2 separate regions of the Xenopus laevis genome follow, and region 2 is linked to region 1. The links are chromatin contacts, called in public Hi-C maps. All regions are on one chromosome and are shown on one strand. Each heading gives the region's core, a stretch centred on a gene start, on an enhancer-like site or on the middle of the called end of the contact. The rest is flanking DNA. Distances are from core to core; before and after follow the strand shown. Region 1 holds the start of lrrc30.L (leucine-rich repeat-containing protein 30). Region 2 overlaps LOC108718546 (laminin subunit alpha-1).

Evidence for each region. Hi-C and Micro-C count contacts between places; a contact is called where the count stands out from the background.
Region 2: a Hi-C map of the XTC cell line shows a contact between it and region 1, with 5 times the contacts expected there. The contact joins the enhancer-like site here to the promoter of lrrc30.L in region 1. A contact is called at or near these places in 2 of 4 Hi-C or Micro-C datasets (the XL177 cell line and the XTC cell line).

What each region holds. Positions count from the first base shown.
Region 1 is chr6L:112,337,437-112,342,345 of Xenopus_laevis_v10.1, forward strand. lrrc30.L (leucine-rich repeat-containing protein 30) reads right to left here and starts at 3,329. Exons shown (of 1, transcript XM_018267186.2): 1 at 2,194-3,329. The coding sequence starts at 3,206. The coding sequence ends at 2,346.
Region 2 is chr6L:112,417,205-112,422,286 of Xenopus_laevis_v10.1, forward strand. LOC108718546 (laminin subunit alpha-1) reads left to right here. Exons shown (of 63, transcript XM_041566381.1): 20 at 1-51; 21 at 938-1,118; 22 at 1,237-1,373; 23 at 1,603-1,839; 24 at 3,747-3,890. Among protein-coding and RNA genes, the nearest start is that of LOC108718546, 61 kb to the left of the region's middle. Within about 2 kb of position 1,742, at least 1 of the 7 cell types and tissues checked has an H3K27ac peak or open chromatin away from gene starts, as enhancers often do.

The DNA of each region.
Region 1 (4,909 bases), core at 2,079-4,578:
CTTTCTAAAACTGTAGTATAATCTCTCATAGCCTTCCTATTGTTATATAATCCCTTAACAAGAAGCCTGGATGAAACTCTTCATTGAACTGAGTTGAATTGAGTTTTCTCAGGATATCCCAAAACGATGTGCACCATTAGATTTCCTTATTATAATGGTCCTTCCCTACTCTTCCTAACTATTACTGCTGGGCTACCGACCCCAATTATGTGCTCAGGTTCTCACCTCTATTTGCATTTTGCCAGAGGTAGCTGTGTGTATGCTTTTGTATTTGACTCAAGTCAAGTACAAGACTCAAGTCAAGTTTCTTAGCAACTGGAAGGTTATTGGCTAAGCCATTTCCAAAGGGGTTATATATATATTTGTATGCAGTGACCACTTTATTCCAGAAGATGTCGCTAAAGCCCATATAATAGCTGCTTGATATGTAGAAATCTGTTCAATACAATTATTGTGTTTGGGCGATGAAAAATCTTTGCAAAGATTCCGATTTTGCAGTTCAGGAGTGTTCATTACGGGGTAACAAAACATATTAAACACATGCAAATAATGTTTCGATTGAGCACTTCTTTTTTACATTCCCCAATTTTATTTTGATATATTAGACAGGTGACCTTTTAAAGGGGTTGTTCACCTTTGAGTTAACTTTTAGTACAATGTAGAGAGTGATATTCTGAGACAATTTGCAGCTGGTTTTAACTTTTTATTATTTGTGATTTTTAAGTAATTTAGCTTTGTATTCAGCAGCTCTCCAGTTTGCAATCTCAGTTTGCTAAAGTCCAAATGCCCCAGCAACCATGCACTGATTTGAATACGACACTGGAATATGAACAGAAGAGGGCCTGAATAGAAAGATAAGTGATAAAAAGTAGCAATAACAAGTCATTTTGTAATTGTTTTTAGATGGGGTCTGTGACCCCCATTTGAAAGCTGGAAAGAGTCAGAAGAAGGCAAAGAATGAAAAACCTATAAATAAGATAAATAATGTCTACCTGTTGAAAAGTTGCTTAGAATTGCCTGTTTTATAAAATATTAAGGGGGTTATTTATTGAAGGTCAAGATGTGTTTTTCCAGAGAAGTTGTTTTGAGGGTAGTTTCACTAAAAACTCAAGTTTTTCAGGATAAGAAAGATTTTTATGCCTGAAGCTGCAAAAAGCCTGAATCCAAAAAAACGACACCAGCTAAAACCTGTCGTGGTCATGTAGAAGGCAATGGCAGAAGTTTTAAGCCTTCCTGATTTTCATTTTTTTTTTCCATTGGTTTTTTTTTTTACTCATAACTCGATCAATTTGAGTATTCGAGTCCCCCCCCCCCGCATGCATTCATTCGAGTTTTTTACATTCAAGTTTTTTCATAAATAAGCATACATTCGAGTTGTGAGTTTATTCGAGGTAGAAAACCCCCTCACAAACTCATCCTTTGATAAATAACTTCCTAAAAGTTAACTTAAAGGTGAACCATCCCTTTCAGTAAATGTTCAGACATAGGATACTATGGCACAACTCAAAGTTGGTAAATCAGCTTGATGTATGTGCAATGTGGCATGTTGCCCTGGACATTCACCAATCACACCCTGTTATGGTCTTCCATGTCCCTCACTGCACCCAAGCCAGTTCTATAAATATGGGAAACTCCGGAAAAAAATCAGGACAGTGTGTTGGACAGATGGAATTCTCTATTTGTAGCAATGTGAAAACCTATATATTCCTCTGTAATGGGCACTATATATTTTGTATAGCAGTTTATTAATGCCCAACATAAGACCATGTTGCACAGTTTGAACAATCCCATTGTATATGATTCACACGCATTGTATGCAGTGAACACTTTATCACAGAAGAAAACCCTCTAAAGCCAGATGACTATGTAAAATGCCTTTTCTGCCCTACCTTCTTATCAGCCCTTTGTGCAATTTTGGACTTTTAAATGATAACTTAAATGTAAACATCTTTTGATGACAATAATCCTTTGCACAAGGCATACCCACATAAAAAATGACTTAATTGTACCCCTATTGTTTTTTCCCCCCTAAAAGTGAAAATGAGATACTTGCAGTATAGATGTAGGAGACGTTACATGCTAATTCATGATAAAAATACATGGCAGATGTGTCTAATATTGCTCTTAGATGTGGCATATATTACATCTTTTTATTATTGTAAATATAATATCAACATCAATTTATATTAGCGATTTAAAAGAGCAAAGTCAGCAATATCTACATTAAGATTGTTCATTTAGTATATGGTTTAAAACATTTTTAGCATATTGCCCCCTTTAATATTTAATTGGCTTTACTTTAAATTAAATTTTGAATCTAAAAGTGATTATCCCAGGAGAAGCATTCAGTCCGGTTTGATTTTGTCCTCAAGGTATGCAAAGAGCATATTAAGCCCTCCATCAACCATAGCCTGCAGTGGCTTGGCTAAGGGGTTATTTATTATATGAAGACCTTTATCCATTGGATTGTATGCGATTCTTGTCAGCTTCATTAATTTATACAGGTCGTCAGGAAGCGTTTGTATACAATTGTAATCCACATTTAAAAGTTCCAGGGAGGTCAGCAAGCAAATAGATCTTGGTAAAACACGTAAAATGTTATTGTCAATAACCAGTATCTTCAGTTGTTCCAAAAACTGAATACTGTCAGCTATGGCTTCTATCTGATTGGAACCCAAATGTAGAAAATCCAAATTCTTCATTTGAAAAACGCAAGAGGGAATGCAAGTAAGCCGGTTGTTGCTCAGATTCAACTTTTTAAGCAAAGTTAAATCACTGAACGATACTGGAAGTGCTGATAGGTAGTTATGTGAAAGACTCAGGACTTCCAACTTTTTGCATGAACCCAGCTCCTCTGGTAGCTCCACTAAGTAGTTCATGTTAACGAAAAAGACCCTAAGATTTCTCAGTAGACCTATCTCCTTGGGCAGGGATACAATCTGGTTCCCACACAAGTTCAGCACTACTATATATCCCAGCTTTCCCAGTTCAGGGGGAAGTCTCTCCAGTCTGTTGTGGGAAAGATTGAGTTTTGTAACATCAGTCATATCCCAGATGAAGGTAGGGATTTCATGAATATCCTTCATTACGAAGTTGAAGGTGGAACTGCTTGCTTCTTTTTGATGATCATCAACCTCTCTTTCTTGTGAATTCCTTACCTCCCTCTGCTTGCCTTTTGAACATCGGATTGAACATTTTGCTCCCATTTCATATCCAATAAAAGGTCTGTGAGAGAATATGTCATGGCTCACAGGACAAAGTTAAACTATTGGAGCTTGAAACAGGTTGTCTATAAATAAAGAGCCTTCTGAGATTGACTGCCTTTTGGCTCAAAGCTAATTAGGTCAGCCTGTCTGCTGAATAGACAACTACAAGTATAACTACAGTACAAGCTGCCCCTGTCATTTCATGGATTACGACAGGGCCGAATAAAGGTTTTTTATTGTGTTTTAACAGACACTAAGTCACATATAAATTGAGTGTATCATATTTCCATGAATGTGACCTAACAGCCTATAAACACAGCACTTAATAAATTTTCTAATTCTAAGGCATTAATGAGTACAGAAATGAGTCAGAAATGAAAAGTATATATTGTATTGATGACATTTTAAGAATTATTTAAAAGGGGCCATAACAGAAGAGTTTAGGTGTGAAACATTCAGATGAAATACAAATACTTGCTAGTGATAAGCAAATTTATTCGCCAGCCAGGGATTTGCGTCGAAATTCCGCATTTCGCCATGTGCAAATTTTTTCACAAAATTCTACAAGAATAGGACAGATTCGCTCCTTACTAATACTTGCCAATACAGGAGGTAAATATGGCCGTGCTCATTAAAGGAATTGTTTACCTTTACATTAACTATATTAACAATAAATTTGTAAAAATTGCAGAGCATTTGTTTTTTAGATGGGGTCAGTGACCCCAATTTGAAAGCAGAAATCAGAAGAATGCAAATAATTCAAAAGAAAAAAATGAAGGTCAATTAAATATATTGCAATATATGGACAAACAATCCCTGTTTTGTTTAATAGCAGTATGCACAAGATGTCTCAATGTCTTAAATATATTGATAATGGGTTGAGTGCAGAGGACTCTTGTATTTGACTATATGTATTTTGTGGTCACAGCCTCATTGCACCCCCGCCTAATGGTTTTAAAAAATAGTGGTGAGCACAACTTTCCCTTGTTTGTTATAGTTCTACAGGAGCAGTGACCAGCTCCATGTTGTAGCTCCCACCCTCTCCAACTATAGTCAGGTGATCCCACTGGTGTCTAATAAAAGGGCGGCCAAGTTTGGGAGTTTTACTTTGAAAGCAGCTAGTAAGTTGCAGGTAAAACTTAGTCCCTTTGTAAAATGTATAATGAAGCAATAGAATTCTTAATGAATCAGATGAAAATTGAGCATAGGACTGGCCAGATATGGGATGACTTTGACGTAGTTGGCCAGCTTAAATATATTGCAATATATGGACAAACAATCCCTGTTTTGTTTAAAGGGTAAGGCATTTTTAGTAGCAGTATGCACAAAATGTCTCAATGTCTTAAATATATTGATAATGGGTTGAGTGCAGAGGACCTCTTGTATTTGTCAGTTAAAAGTTGCTTGCAATTAGCCATTCTATAGCATACTAAAAGTAATTTGAAGGGGAAATCACCCCTTTAAAGTTTAATATCCAAAAGTACAATATGTAATGACATTCCCCTTGAATGGAATCACTGGGAGTCACCCGTTACTGTTCCTTCGGATATGGCGCAATAATGGTAAGGCTTGCCACCACTAAGGGTAGCTTTAATAATTAAAACTTTTTTGGGTGCCATTACAATTAACCACCCACTGTATACATCAACACATCGTTCATAGTGCATAAAGAGCATTAATTAGTGGTTTGTTATATCTACTGC
Region 2 (5,082 bases), core at 492-2,991, 78 kb after region 1:
TTCTGTGAGTGCAAAACCAATGTACTTGGACAAAGATGCGACCAGTGTATGGTAAGAAATTGCAGAAGAATATTTTATGTTCAAACTAGCTTAAAACATGGCTTATTGACTAAAGGCATCTATTTATATTGGGTGTCAAAATGATCACAGTATTATTTAGATATTATGTCCAATCTGCTCCTTCCATAACACTTTACATCCTTTCCTTATGCACCCCAGTGGGATCTTCATGGCTTTATACACACTATGCAAGTGTAGGAAGAAGCTTTGGTCTGGTCTGATCAGTCACACAAGGAAATTCATTCCTATACATCTCTATGCAGTTGCATGACAGTTACACAATTGAGTACAGTGTACACCATTGACCAACTACAGGTCATCTCAGGATCAATCTATATTTAATATTCTTTCATACTTTGAAGTAGGCAAAATGCAAATGTATCTAAATAATGTGTAGGATTTATGCCTACTTACCTATCCTTTAATTATGTGTGAATAGAGATTTGAAGCTTCAATTCATGTTTGCATAGCTTATCAATGTGGCTTATACTTGTGGCTTATGCTTGTCTTACAAGCAGGACAGAAGGCTAACCAACTGGTCACACCAATTACATGGGGAATGGAGGTTTGTCATCCAATTAACTCCTACAATTGTAGATTAACAGCATTTTTAGTCTTTAGGGAACTTCTGTTCCTACACTAGAAGAGAAGGACACAGTTTGGTAAAATTAGATACAATAGATTGGGCCACGTTTATCCTTCTGTGTAGAACCAGTGAAAGAGGAATTGCTCTGCTGAGCTAAGTCATAGTAGATCGATATTCCTGTACTGTGCACATAAGTCCCAATACTTTGCTTTCTTTAGATAGGATATTTTTGTCGTTGATTTGCTTCCAAATTGTCATACTTTAGCCTGACAGGATTTTTTGTTTTTACAGCACGGCTATTATGGCTTGACTACTGGCCTGGGCTGTCTTCCCTGTAACTGTAGCCAAATGGGCTCCATCTCGGATGCCTGCAATGATTTAGGGCAATGCCCCTGTGTTCCTGGCGTGGCTGGATTGAAGTGTGACATTTGTGCTCATGGATTTTATGCATTCCAGGAGGGTGGCTGCTCGCGTAAGTCCTATTCAGAGCCTCAGTGACTTCTCTGTTGTTGTTGTGGCGATTAAGCATTTTTCTGCTTCTCAATGTACTCCTTGGAAAGCTTAAAACAATCTGTGTTATTTTCCCCCAGCTTGTGATTGTGCACACACGCAGAACAACTGTAACCCCAACACTGGAGAGTGTATTTGTCCTCCTCACACAATTGGGCCTAAATGTGATTCCTGTGAAGCAAACTACTGGGGCCATGATCCAGAACTGGGCTGTCTGGTAAGAGCGAGAGCAACTTGGTAGTCATGTGGGATGGTGCAGCTTTGGAAGGTCTGGGTACAGGGGGCTTATATTTATATTTCTTCCCTACTAATAACATTTGTGTCAAATACTGTATCATTTTACCAGCCAGGCTAGTAAAATAGCATCCAAGTTCCACTTGGTGCCATTATTTTGTTTGACCATTGCATTTAATCCCTTCTAATATGTAAATATATTGTGTTATTAGGAGTGCAATTGCAGCATCGCAGGTTCGCAAACGCTTCAGTGTGACCTGTCGTCTGGCCAATGTCCTTGCAGAGATGGGTTTGGAGGGCAGACTTGCAATGCTTGCGCTTTTGGATTCAGGCAATACCCCAGCTGTGTTGCTTGTGATTGTGAGCCCAGTGGTACCCAATCTGCCTGGTGCGATGACACACAAACTGTGTGCAGCTGCGAGGAAGATACTGGTGTCTGTGCTTGTAAGGTAAAATTAGAACTAGTTTCTCCTTGAGTAAAAGATATGTCTTATGTTGATATTCTGTTTAGGGATGTCGCGGACTGTTCGCCTGCGAACTTGTTCGCGCGAACATCGACTGTTCGCGAACGTCGCGCGACGTTCGCCAATTTGGGTTCGCCTTAGCTGGCGTTTTTTTTTGCCATTTCTCCCCCAGACCAGCAGATACATGGCAGCCTATCAGGAAGCTCTCCCTCCTGGACCACCCCCACACCCCCTGGACCACTCCCCTTCCATATATAAACTGAAGCCCTGCAGCGTTTTTTCATTCTGCCTGTGTGTGCTTGGAAGAGCTAGTGTAGGGAGAGAGCTGTTAGTGATTTGAGGGACAGTTGATAGTAACTTTGCTGGCTAGTAATCTACTTGATACTGCTCTGTATTGTAGGGACAGAACTCTGCAGGGATTTGAGGGACATTTTAGGTTAGGTAGCTTTGCTGACTAGTAATCTACCTTCTACTGCAGTGCTCTGTATGTAGCTGCTGTGGGCAGCTGTCCTGCTGCTGATCTCTCATCTGCTGACTGCTGCCTGTAACCCAATAGTCCTTGTAAGAACTGCTTTTATTTTCTTTTTTGTTTTTTTTACTTTGCTACTGTAAGAGCCCAGTGCTATTAGTCTAGCTGTGTTGGGGAGTGGGACTGGTGTGCTGCTCCTCCTAGTAGTTCACCACTACCAGCACCAACCAGAGTCAAAATTGTTACAAAGTATCTTATTTGCACCTGTTAGCTGTTCTGAGCTCTCTGCCAAAAGCTAATTAAGTTAGAAACTGTTTTTTTTCTGGCTGTTCAGTGCAGAGAAAAGAGGGACTGGTGTGCTGCTCCTCCTAGTAGTTCACCACCACCAGCACCAACCAGAGTAAAAATTGTTACAAAGTATCTTATTTGCACCTGTTAGCTGTTCTGAGCTCTCTGCCAAAAGCCAATTAAGTTAGAAACTGGTTTTTTTCTGGCTGTTCAGTGCAGAGAAAAGAGGGACTTTCCAGTACAAAAGAGGGACAGGGGGTTGAGTGGTCAAAAGAGGGACAGTTGGGAGGTATGCAAGTGCCACCTAGCTGTGTGAGCTTTTTCACATTCTGTCTAAATAACAATAATAATTCCGTGTCCGTAAACATCACCTGAGTGATGTTTTTACAGCAGCAATAATATATTCCGTATCCACTACTGTATACGTTGCCCTTGCAGGCATTGTTTGCCCAGTCTTTAACCAAGTGCCACCTAGCTGTGTGAGCTTTTTCACATTCCGTGTCCAGAAACATCACCTGAGTGACGTAGTGTGATTTCTGCCCTTTACAGCACAAAACGCAGCGCTGTGTCAACAATGTATTTTTCAGATACATTTTTGCCCTTGATCCCCCTCTGGCATGCCACTGTCCAGGTCGTTGCACCCTTTAAACAACTTTAAAATCATTTTTCTGGCCAGAAATGTCTTTTCTAGCTTTTAAAATTCGCCTTCCCATTGAAGTCTATGGGGTTTGCGACGTTCGCGAACCGTTCGCATTTTTGACGCAAGTTCGCGAATATGTTCGCGAACTTTTTTTCCGACGTTCGCTACATCCCTAATTCTGTTATTATAGGATCAACAACTGCTAAGAACATCCAGTTCCCTTATCTGCAATGATTGCCTCTGTCTCTTTCTCTCTGTCTCTGTGGATATATATGTTTAAACATTGCCACCTGCTGGAATCCAGCAATAACAGTTACTTGTAAAGTTTTACAGACGTTTTGCCTCTGTAGTAATTTGCACTTTGCATCAGTTTATTTTTTTTTCTTGTAGATGTAAATGTCAAGTGACACATAGAACCATATAATGAGTACAGTGGCAACAATTTGTATGGTCCTTTTATATTGTTATTGATACGCTGCTCATTTTATGTTATAGCACAATGTGGTGGGAAGTTACTGCAATGAATGCAAGGCTGGAACCTTTGCTCTGCGTGCTGACAATCCACTGGGCTGCTCCCCGTGTTTCTGTTCTGGAGTATCACAGCTTTGCACAGAAATGGATGGCTATGTTCGAATTCCCGTGAGTTAAGGAGATGGGTTTTTATTTTTCTGTTCAGTTAACTGCTTCCAATAAGAATATGAGATTTCAGCAATAACTATTGACTATTCAACATCTTAAAGGGTTGTTTACCTTCAAAATAACTAGTTGTTTTCCAACAGATCACCAGAAATAACGACGTTTTCCAATTACTTTCTATTTTTCACAGTTCTAATATTGAAGTGTAAAGTGTAATTTGTCACCTTCTAAAGCAGCTCTGGGAGGGGGTTTGCTGACCCTGTAAACTGTTCTGAATTGATACATTTAGTTGATACATTTTTTATCGTTCTCCCTGCTGAGCAGAATCCCTGTGTTTCATTAAAGGCAGCTGTTAGAATTGATACAATAGTTGCTAATATTCCAGAGATGCTGCTGAGAAATGTATCAACTAAATGTTGTAAAATCTTAACAGCACATAATCTGCACCTGAATTACTGAGCTGCCAGACTGAAACACCAGAGACAGGAACATTCAACTTTAAACTTAGATTTTGTAAAAACAGTAAAAAATAAATAATGTAAAGTAATTGAAAAAAGTCTTTATTTCTAGGGAACATTCTAAAAACAGCTGAACTGAAAAAAAGTGTTTGGAATGTGAACAACCCCTTTAAAGGCCTAGTGACAATACATATATATAGAACTCGCATCTCACAGCTTGTAGTACTTTGCACAACACTACTTTGCATGAACTGTTTAACATCTCATGTGCTTTAATCTTAATATCAATACATTTTTCTTGTATGTATGGAGGCTGTCATACAGCATTCCAAAGAACTTTTGGGCTTGGTTTGAATAAAAAGTGAGGATAAGGGGGTCTTGTAAACCAGACAATGGCAATGATTTGTTAAACTGATATTGGAGTTTGATTACCGTATGCATCCCCCTCTCTTCACCCTTTTTTGTGACTGTTTTGTTAGCAGGAGCCCAGTATGCAGGGGAATTATCTGTTCACTGGTAATCTAATGATCTACGTAGTAGCTTCCATTACCTGTTTGCCCTGTTTAACTCAAGAAATAATTAAAAGGCATGTTTAGCACAGGCACTGTTAAATCCACCCATGTTGAATACTGTCTCTGTAAGAAACATCTGATTTGTTAGTGTTGGCTTAAATTATTACTGTTCTAGTGAAACCGACCATGCGATTCCTAGTGTATACAGACAAACCAAGGGCACAT